Linked DNA regions of Mus musculus: all the other regions are linked to region 2. The links are chromatin contacts, called in public promoter capture Hi-C maps. All regions are on one chromosome and are shown on one strand. The core of a region is the stretch at or near the end of the contact, and the rest is flanking DNA. Distances in the headings are between cores, read along the strand shown.

Region 1 (2,700 bases), core at 88-2,587, 620 kb before region 2:
AACAGGAGGTTGCTGGTTTGGGACAAGGTTCTCTGCAACCTGAGTGGGCTCCATGGAGGAAGCTGGAGTGAAGAGATGACAGTAATTAGCCAAATCTCGTGGTCCCCAAGATGGCTCAGTTGGTAAAGGCGCTTGTCACCAAGTCAGATGACCCAATTTTGATTCCAGGAACCCACAGGGTGGAGGGAAAAAACTGACCCTGGTAAATTGTCCTCTGACCTCCACACCAAACCCACAGCACAGCCTGCCCACAAAATAAATGAATAAATGAGTTCTTATCTGGGGCTGGAGCTTGGTTAGGTGGGGCATGATAGTGCACACCTTTAGTCCTAGTACTTGGGAGGCAGAGGCAGGTAGATCCCTTTGAGTTCAAGACTAGCCTAGTCTAAATAGTGAATTCCAGGACAGCCATGGTCTGCATATTGAGCCTTGCTTTATGACGCCGGGAAAACTGTGGCTTTAGATAAATATCATTGTTAATAAATTAACACCAGAAGCCAAGGCAATAAAATGAGGGTTCTGGCAGCAGTCTGGGTTCCAATCACTTACAAGCTATAAAAACCTAGTCTATGACTAAGCTGAGCCTCATTCCCTCGTTAATAAGGTGAAGATGTAAGGCCTCAGAGAGGTCATATCAGAAAACATCATAGAGAGATACTAATGTCAAACTTATCAATGTCCCACTGTGGTTATTTGGGCCGGAATCCCCCAAAATGACTTAGGACTCAACAAAAGATGCGACGTGTAAGATCCACTCACCTCCCTCCAGCCTCCTCTGTGTCCCTACGCTGCCAGCCTTGGTCTTCCAAAACTCAGGAAGCTCTGTTCACAAACTTTTCTGGTTCAGTAGATCTCGTAAAGAGCAAGTTGGTGACCAGACGCTCAGTTCTCTAGCTTCCTCTCCTGGGACATAGAGCAGCAACTTAATACGCGACGACTACTCCTACTGGAAAACTCCTCCACTGCGCCTGCGCACCCTTGCCCTGCAAAAGTACCAAAAAATAAAAAATAAAAACCCGAAGCTGCTTCTAGCGCTTTAAGACTGGAGGGAGGAGCGTGGCTTCCGCTGAGGCCAATGGGTACAGTGGCGCATGCGCACGCTATCCTTCCTAAAGGGCTGAAGGAGCCTTAGACTCGCTGAAGATTTTATTGCGCGTGCGCTTCCCCGCCCCATGCACCGCCCCCTCCTGTCTGCCCCAATCGGATCCACAGACGGTGGGAGGGCGGAGCATTTGCCCCACGGGGCGGAGACACATGGGCGGGACTTGTCAAATTTAAAGAGACCGAATATTATTGTTACTTTGTCCATAACAATTTCCCTGCCCTGGTCCCTGAGAATTATCTGTACGTGTAGCAGGGAGTCCTTGACGAGGCATACTATAACATCAAGAAATCTCTATCCTCCCGACACGCTCGCATAGGACTGCCTCCTTCCGTCTATCTCGTGTCTGAATAGAAGTTACCTCGTAAGAGGAGCCAGCGCACAGGACGCCAGAACCCATACCTGAACGTTTAAACGTCTCAACCTCCCGACTTCCGCTTCCGGTTTCTGGGCTCTGCTGGCTGCCTTCACTATGGAAGAACCTGAGATGCAGCTGAAGGGAAAGAAAGGTGTTGCGGGACCCTAGAGGGGTTGGAGGGGCCTAGAGAGGGCAACGCGGGAAGGTACATGACAAAGAGCCGCCGTAGACCTCCCGGCCTGCGGGGTTCGATGGAAAAGGGAGGCCGGTGTCTCCCGCCGGGAGGTGTTGTGATGTATAATGATCCCGGGCAGGAAAAGGCTCTTTTCTACTTCTGAGATAAGGTCCCGGGATGTAACCCTGGCTATATTGGAACTCGCTGTGTAGACCGGGATGGTCTCAAACCTCTCTGCCTTCTGAGAGTTGGAATTAAAAGCAGAATCCATCCAGGTCCCTGCTCAGTGTAATGTGGTTTTTAGCCTGTGAATACGTAAAGGAGTATGTGGGCTTGGTGGCGCAATACTCTAATCCTCTCTTCTCAAGAGACAAGAAATTGAAGGCCAGTTTGGTCTGCACATTGAAACTCAAATCTCGAGAGAAGAGCTGGGGCTTTAGCTCAGTCGTAAACACTTTGACCAGCGCATTCAAAGCTCTGGGTTTGATCCCCGACACTGCAAAATATATTAAGGACCAGATAAGTAGATTATTTTCTTTAGCTGATGGGAGCCCTGCGTGGTAAGAGGAGTTGGTGTCATCTGCCACCATTAGCCTGGTCAGAGCTTGTCTGATACAGGAAGGAGTGGGGGATGAAGGGGACTGAAGTTGGAAGCAACAGGATCCTTGATGGATGGAGCAGGAAGAATAGAGATTTCCTGACTGGGAAAGCTGTTGGTCAAAGTCTACCCTGGGATGATGGTTTTGGTGCAGTTGACTTGTGGTAGGAACATGAGTTCTGGAGTAAAGGAAACAGGCTTAACAGGAACTTGAATGGATTCTGCAGAGGGCAGCCTTAGCAGGCATGTTTCTGGAACAGGGCCTGTGATATACCTCAGAGCTGTTCCCACACAGCAAGGGACGTGGCCTTCCACATCATTCCTGCCACAGAGTAGAGGCCTCACGAGATTGTGGACTTTAGGCACCTTTGAGTTCTGTGTTCATCCTCTGGGCAGCTGGATATGGTGGTACATGCTTCTCTTCCCTTGGGAGCACTTGGGAGGCAAAGGCAGGCAGAGGAATTGCT
Region 2 (2,700 bases), core at 97-2,596:
TGGACGAGCATCCAGGCGACAAGTTATTCTGGTCCATTGGCGCCTCCGCAGCTGGCGGGGAGGTCTATAAACAGGGCCAGGACACGTTCCCAGTTCTGCTTCCTGTGGGAATGGAAGCGATGGGGACCCTGCCCGGCCGCACGGAGAGGAAGAATAGGATAGACCCCAGATTCCCACCTTGACAGGCAGATTTGCAGGAATGAGTCGTGTGTATCATAGCGGCTTGGAAGTCTGCATTTCTGCGCCCACCTTCCTGAGACACAGGGTTACCCGGGTCCCAGTGTCCATATCGTAAAGGGCGTTGGGCAGCTACTCTTGAATCTTCTCTGCTTCCTTGGTCTTTCATTACAATTTTGGAAGACTTATGGGTCAGGATACTTCTGAGCCCTAAGTGCGCAAGGAAGCAAGGGGTTCTCTGGGGACTCATCAGACCCTTTTCTCTTTGCACAGACCGGATTTTCTCCTTTATTTCTTTGAGGCAGGGTTTTATGTGGATCAAGCTGACTTTAAGACACTATGTAACTGAGGATCACCTTGGACTTCTGCTTCTCCCCTCCTTCCCTTCTCCTCCCAGTGCAGAGAACAGGAGCCTGGATCAACCCAGGTCTTTGTGATGCAGGTTCCCCACCAAACTGAGAATTATCCTCAGCCCATCAAAAAACAGTTCTTTCTTTCTTTCTTTTTTTAAAAATTATTTATTTATTTGCTTGTTTATTTTGTTTTTTGAGACAAAGTTTCTCTTCATAGTCCTGCTGTCCTGGAACTCACGTTGTAGACCAGGCTGGCCTCGAACTCACAGAGATCTGCCTCCATCTCCCTTCTGAGTGCTGGGACTAAAAATTCTGTGTGGTCTTTAATGAGTTTTTTGAGCCCTAAAATGTAATCAAGATGTATGCCTGCCAATCCAACACTTGTGAGGTGCAGGCGGGAGGATCAAGAGTTCAAGATCAGCCTCTGCTACTTGGCAAGTTCGAGACCAGCTTGTTACTTGAGACCATTTCTCAAAACAAAACCTAAACTCCTGAGTGCTTCACGTCTCAAAAGCAAGGACTTCTAACCACAAGTTTCCAACCAGAGCTAGGTCCTGGCCTCAGCCTCTCCGCCCTTCAAACACCTAGCAGTCACCATTGGGCCTCTAAAGACGTAGGAATCGCTGATTTGATATTCGGTCCGTCGCTCGAGAGCATCAGCCAATGGAAACTTCATGCCTCCCTAGAGCCCCGTCTTCCAGTGGCTTACCAGGCCCTGCCCCTCTTCTGCCGGCGCAGGCCAGTGTGGTCCCGCGGCTGTCGATGCAGTCCCTCCCCTAACGTCACAGCTTCGTTTGCATAGAAAGCCCCGCCCCTGGCTTTGCAGGACGTCAGCTAGGACTGCAGGGGCCTGAGCCTCCTCCGCTGCCGCCTGCAGCCCCCGCCGCCGCCTGCATCCCCCGCATCCTCTTCTGGGGCCCGGTCGCCAGCGCAGTCGCCACGGTCGCCGTCGCCAGCGTTGTCTCAGCTTAGAGAGGGTAAGGGTGAGCGCAACCCAGGTCCACACACTGAGGAGCCCGCGTTTCACTGACAGCTGGGGGATCAAGGGGAGCGCAACTCGGGTGTAGTGGCTATGGGTCTCGCATTTGGCATTCTTGGTCCCGCATCCCGCACCCCTCGCCCTTAACCTGGCACCTGGGGCCCGGGCTCTGCGACAGAGGGGGAGGGGAAAGCCAGGCCTTGCGGGAGGCTTGTGCGTGCTCGTGCTCGTGGGGTGAACACGCGTGTGCGCGCCCGCTGGGCATGGAGAGGCTCGAGTGACCGCAGGACGCGCAGCGTGCACACTTGTGATACGTTGTGCGTGCATGGTCCGCGTGCGCGGTGCGCGTGGATCTTAGTTCAAGTATGTGCTCACACGCGTGTGGAGCCATGCGCGTGTGTGGTGTGTCCTCCCGGATGGCCAGGTACAGTCGTGCATTGGTGCAGGGAGCTGTGCTCACACATGGGCTTGCACACACCATACATGTCTGCTTGTTTCGCCTGTTAGCACCACTCTTGCATGCAGGGCAGGTGTTTGGGTCTGCCTGCCCTAGATGCTTCATTGTGCTTGTGTGTGTGTGTGTGTGTGTATGCGTGCGCGCTCTTGTGCTCGCGATTTTGTGTGTGTGAGCCTACGTTCATCCTGTCTTCGTCACGTGATGTGGCTATCTCAGGGCCCCAGTTCTTGCAGGAGAAAAATAAGGATGAGCGAGAACTGGGGATCCTCCTGTATTCATGTTCCGGTGTGGGTCTCTGTGAGAGACTGATGGGAAGGCAGAGGAGGCTCAGTCTTCCCTCAGGGTACAGGGGAATCTGAGGTTCACAGCCTGCTTAAAACCTTGGTGCTGTCAAGGTCACAGCTCTGCCTTATGTTGGTTGGGGGGGTTGAGCATGTGACATTGGGGGGTATCCTCACCTACCCCTGTGCCGTGCCCACCCTGTGCGTGGTCCTGATGCTCCCCTCAGGCCCTCTGTGCCACGCCTCCCGCAGATGGCTTCCGCCACAGACTCTCGCTATGGGCAGAAGGAGTCCTCAGACCAGAACTTCGACTATATGTTCAAGATCCTGATCATTGGGAACAGCAGCGTGGGCAAAACCTCGTTCCTCTTCCGCTACGCAGATGACTCCTTCACTCCAGCCTTTGTCAGCACCGTTGGCATAGACTTCAAGGTCAAAACCATCTACCGCAAC
Region 3 (2,700 bases), core at 64-2,563, 600 kb after region 2:
GGCACATATGCCATCTGTGGGGGTCATAGGACAACTTTTCTTCCATGTAGGTATGAGGGATTAAATCAGGTCATCGGGCTTGGCACCCTTATCCTCTGAGCCATCTTTTTGGTGGACCCTTCTTAGGTTTCTTCAGCAGCCTTCCCTCACCTCCCCAACACACACACCTTTTCTAGGCCTGGAAGCAGGGTTCCCCAGCAGGCATGCTTATGGCTACCAGGGCCTACTCAGCAGGTGCTATAATAAACACCATTTTAAGTAAAGCCTAGTACTTAACAAAAGGTGGATCTGAGGTGAGTGGAATTGTGGTTCCAGAAGTCACCACAATGCAGGCAGTGTTCCGCATGGAGGAAGCACAGCCTCATGTCCCCTGTTCAGGGAAGACCTTATTCTGAGTCACCTGAGAAGAAGCATTGAAGAGAGACCTTCTAAGGCCAAGATGGAGGGAGGTAGCCATGAAGCCAAGTGTTTCTGCCAGTTTTCCATCATTGTCTTTCCAACTCTGCATGAGTGCTCCTCAGAATGCTGAAGGGCTGGGGTGTAGCTCTCTGGTTGAACTTTAGCTTGGCATGTATGAGAACTCAGGTCCCACACCACCCCTGCACCCATGGAAAAATAAGATTGCAAGGAGAAGACCCTCGGCAGCTTTCCTAGCTTAAGGCTGGGAAGCTTGCTGTGGTCCCTAAAGGAGGGTGAGGAAGGAGCCCAAAACCCCGGGAGGTGGGGCAGGACACACTTACTTCCGCTGTCCTCAGCACTCTGATCAACTTGTGATCTCACAGCCTTTCGCCTCACTGGGACTGAATTTGAGCTAAGTCCCTCTGGTCCTGACTGTTGAGTAGGCTCTGTGGGAGTCAAAGCTTGTATTGTAGAGCTGTTAGGTAGGGCACTGACTAGGACAGGCCGCCCAGCCTTTCCATACCTTGTCCTTTCTAGGAGTTAAAGTAGTCCCACTCGGCTGGTGACTAGGGTTCTGTTCTCCAACCTGCACCATCCTTTTACCTCCTATCTCAGTGCTGTCAAAGACAAGCGACAGGATTCTTGGGTTCAGAAAGCAAAGTGAGCCTCCTGGGGTCACATGGTGTCCCGTCCCAGGGTAGCAGTGCTGGCCCAGGTCCTACTGGCTCTCTGGGACTGCCTTCCTAGCCACTGGACGTAAACTGGCCACATCTGTGCACAGGTGTGTGGAGATGCTCATCAAAGAACAGATGAGGAAGTACAAGATGAAGATGGAGGAAATCAACCACCTGGAGGCTGCTGAGAGCATTGCATTCCGCAGGCTCTCCCTGTTGAGGCAGAATGCTGTGAGTGCTGGCCTTGGGGCTGGGCCTCCTGCGGCTGGGTTATGGTACTCCCACCAGAAACTAGGAAGTGTGCAGTGTGGTCAGGGGCCTTGTGGCACAGGCAGGACAGAGCCCTACCATCACCAAAGGGCTATTTCCAGTCAGACACAGGTTGCTCCTCTGAGGGCCAGGTGAATCAGTTCAGCACATGAGCCTGGCCTGGTTTCCTTCATAGTGCACAGGGAGTTCCCATTACAGAAGGGCCCATGCTGGTGCTGCAGAAGGGGCAGGTCCTGGGCTCCCATTGGAGCCAGTGGGTCTTCAGCCTCCTGGTCTGGTCCTGCTCGTGCCTATTTGGCAGGCTTAGCACACCTGGTCACCCTTGTTATCTCTTCCCCAGCCGTGGCCTCTCAAACTGGGGTTTTCATCACCCTATGAGGGGGTCCGGGTACGTACACATTGCATGGGCCGAGCTGCATGTTCCCAGGTTGTACACTGGGTAGATTTGGCCGTACCATAGAACATGCCCTAACATGTGGAAGTGCATGCTGGTTCTTGGTCCCCACTAGATTCCTGTGGTCCTCTGGACAAAGAGCACTGTATGTGTGTGTATTGGAGGAGGGGGGATCTACTTCATAACTAACCTAGAGCTGCTGGTTCCGCCCTTCACCCAAGCGCTAGACTCCGCCCACATCCTGAGCTCCCCCCCTCCGGTGCTGGACCAGACCTACCTTTTTCGTGTTTCAGATCAAAAGCCCCAGGACCCCAGTGGTCCAAGACCTGGAGCTGGGGGCTCTCCCCGAGGAGGCTGCAGGTGGCGACGAGGACCGAGAAAAGGAGATTCTCATGGAGAGGATCCAGTCCATCAAGGAAGAGAAGCAAGTGTCATGCGCCCCACCCCACCCCCACCTCCCACCCCCATCCAGGCGTCCAGGCGGGTGTTCTAGGCAGGAACAGCCCTGGAACAGCACTGCAGCCAAGCTGCTTGCAGGGTTGGGGGGTCCAGATGCTTGTGCTTGGTGTGAGGGAGGGGCCTAGAGGAGCAGGGCTACTTCCTTTGGGGGTCAGCTCCTGAGGAATAGCCTCAAATATGGTGCCCCCACCCTCAGGGAGGACATCACATATCGACTGCCGGAGCTGGACCCACGGGGTTCTGATGAGGAGAACCTTGACTCAGAGACATCGGCCAGCACTGAGAGCCTGCTGGAGGAGAGGGGCGTGCGGGGGGCCGTGGAAGGTTAGTGTGAAGGTGGCGTCCAACGGCCCTCCCCACTGTGGCAGGCCCAGGGCAGGAGTCCACCTAGTACCCCCGCTGCAGTAACCCCGAGTCTGTCTCTCCAAGGGCCCCCCGCACCTGCTCTCCCCTGCCCCATTTCGCCCACCCTGAGTCCCCTCCCCGAGGCCGCCGCCCCTCCAC

What was found. Promoter capture Hi-C pulls out the DNA fragments that hold promoters and counts their contacts.
Region 1: a contact with region 2 is called in a promoter capture Hi-C map of erythroid cells, with 3 times the contacts expected there. The contact joins the promoter of Borcs8 here to the promoter of Rab3a in region 2. A contact is called at or near these places in 2 of 39 promoter capture datasets (erythroid cells and neural stem cells).
Region 3: a promoter capture Hi-C map of embryonic stem cells shows a contact between it and region 2. The contact joins the enhancer-like site here to the promoter of Rab3a in region 2. A contact is called at or near these places in 6 of 39 promoter capture datasets (the 3T3-L1 cell line, 3T3-L1-derived adipocytes, cranial neural crest and 3 more), 3 of 484 Hi-C or Micro-C datasets (cerebellum, cortical neurons and embryonic stem cells), 3 of 115 datasets of contacts at active chromatin or transcription factors (embryonic forebrain, embryonic stem cells and large pre-B cells) and 3 of 9 other capture datasets (embryonic stem cells, liver and pancreatic islet).

What each region holds. Positions count from the first base shown.
Region 1 is chr8:70,138,162-70,140,861 of GRCm38.p6, forward strand. It overlaps Borcs8 (BLOC-1 related complex subunit 8), which reads left to right and starts at 1,338. Exons shown (of 6, transcript NM_001145552.2): 1 at 1,338-1,611. The coding sequence starts at 1,575. It overlaps Rfxank (regulatory factor X-associated ankyrin-containing protein), which reads right to left and starts at 1,036. Exons shown (of 9, transcript NM_011266.2): 1 at 760-1,036; 2 at 1-62. The coding sequence starts at 54. Gm45929 (predicted gene, 45929) reads left to right here and starts at 1,338. Exons shown (of 9, transcript NM_001310055.1): 1 at 1,338-1,611.
Region 2 is chr8:70,753,357-70,756,056 of GRCm38.p6, forward strand. Rab3a (RAB3A, member RAS oncogene family) reads left to right here and starts at 1,347. Exons shown (of 5, transcript NM_009001.7): 1 at 1,347-1,507; 2 at 2,500-2,700. The coding sequence starts at 2,500.
Region 3 is chr8:71,356,933-71,359,632 of GRCm38.p6, forward strand. It overlaps Myo9b (myosin IXb), which reads left to right. Exons shown (of 40, transcript NM_001142322.1): 36 at 1,181-1,304; 37 at 1,684-1,731; 38 at 2,031-2,161; 39 at 2,393-2,520; 40 at 2,626-2,700. Among named protein-coding and RNA genes, the nearest start is that of Use1, 8.9 kb to the right of the region's middle. Within about 2 kb of position 1,314, at least 8 of the 459 cell types and tissues checked have an H3K27ac peak or open chromatin away from gene starts, as enhancers often do. A contact at or near this core is called in embryonic stem cells, where this site is marked.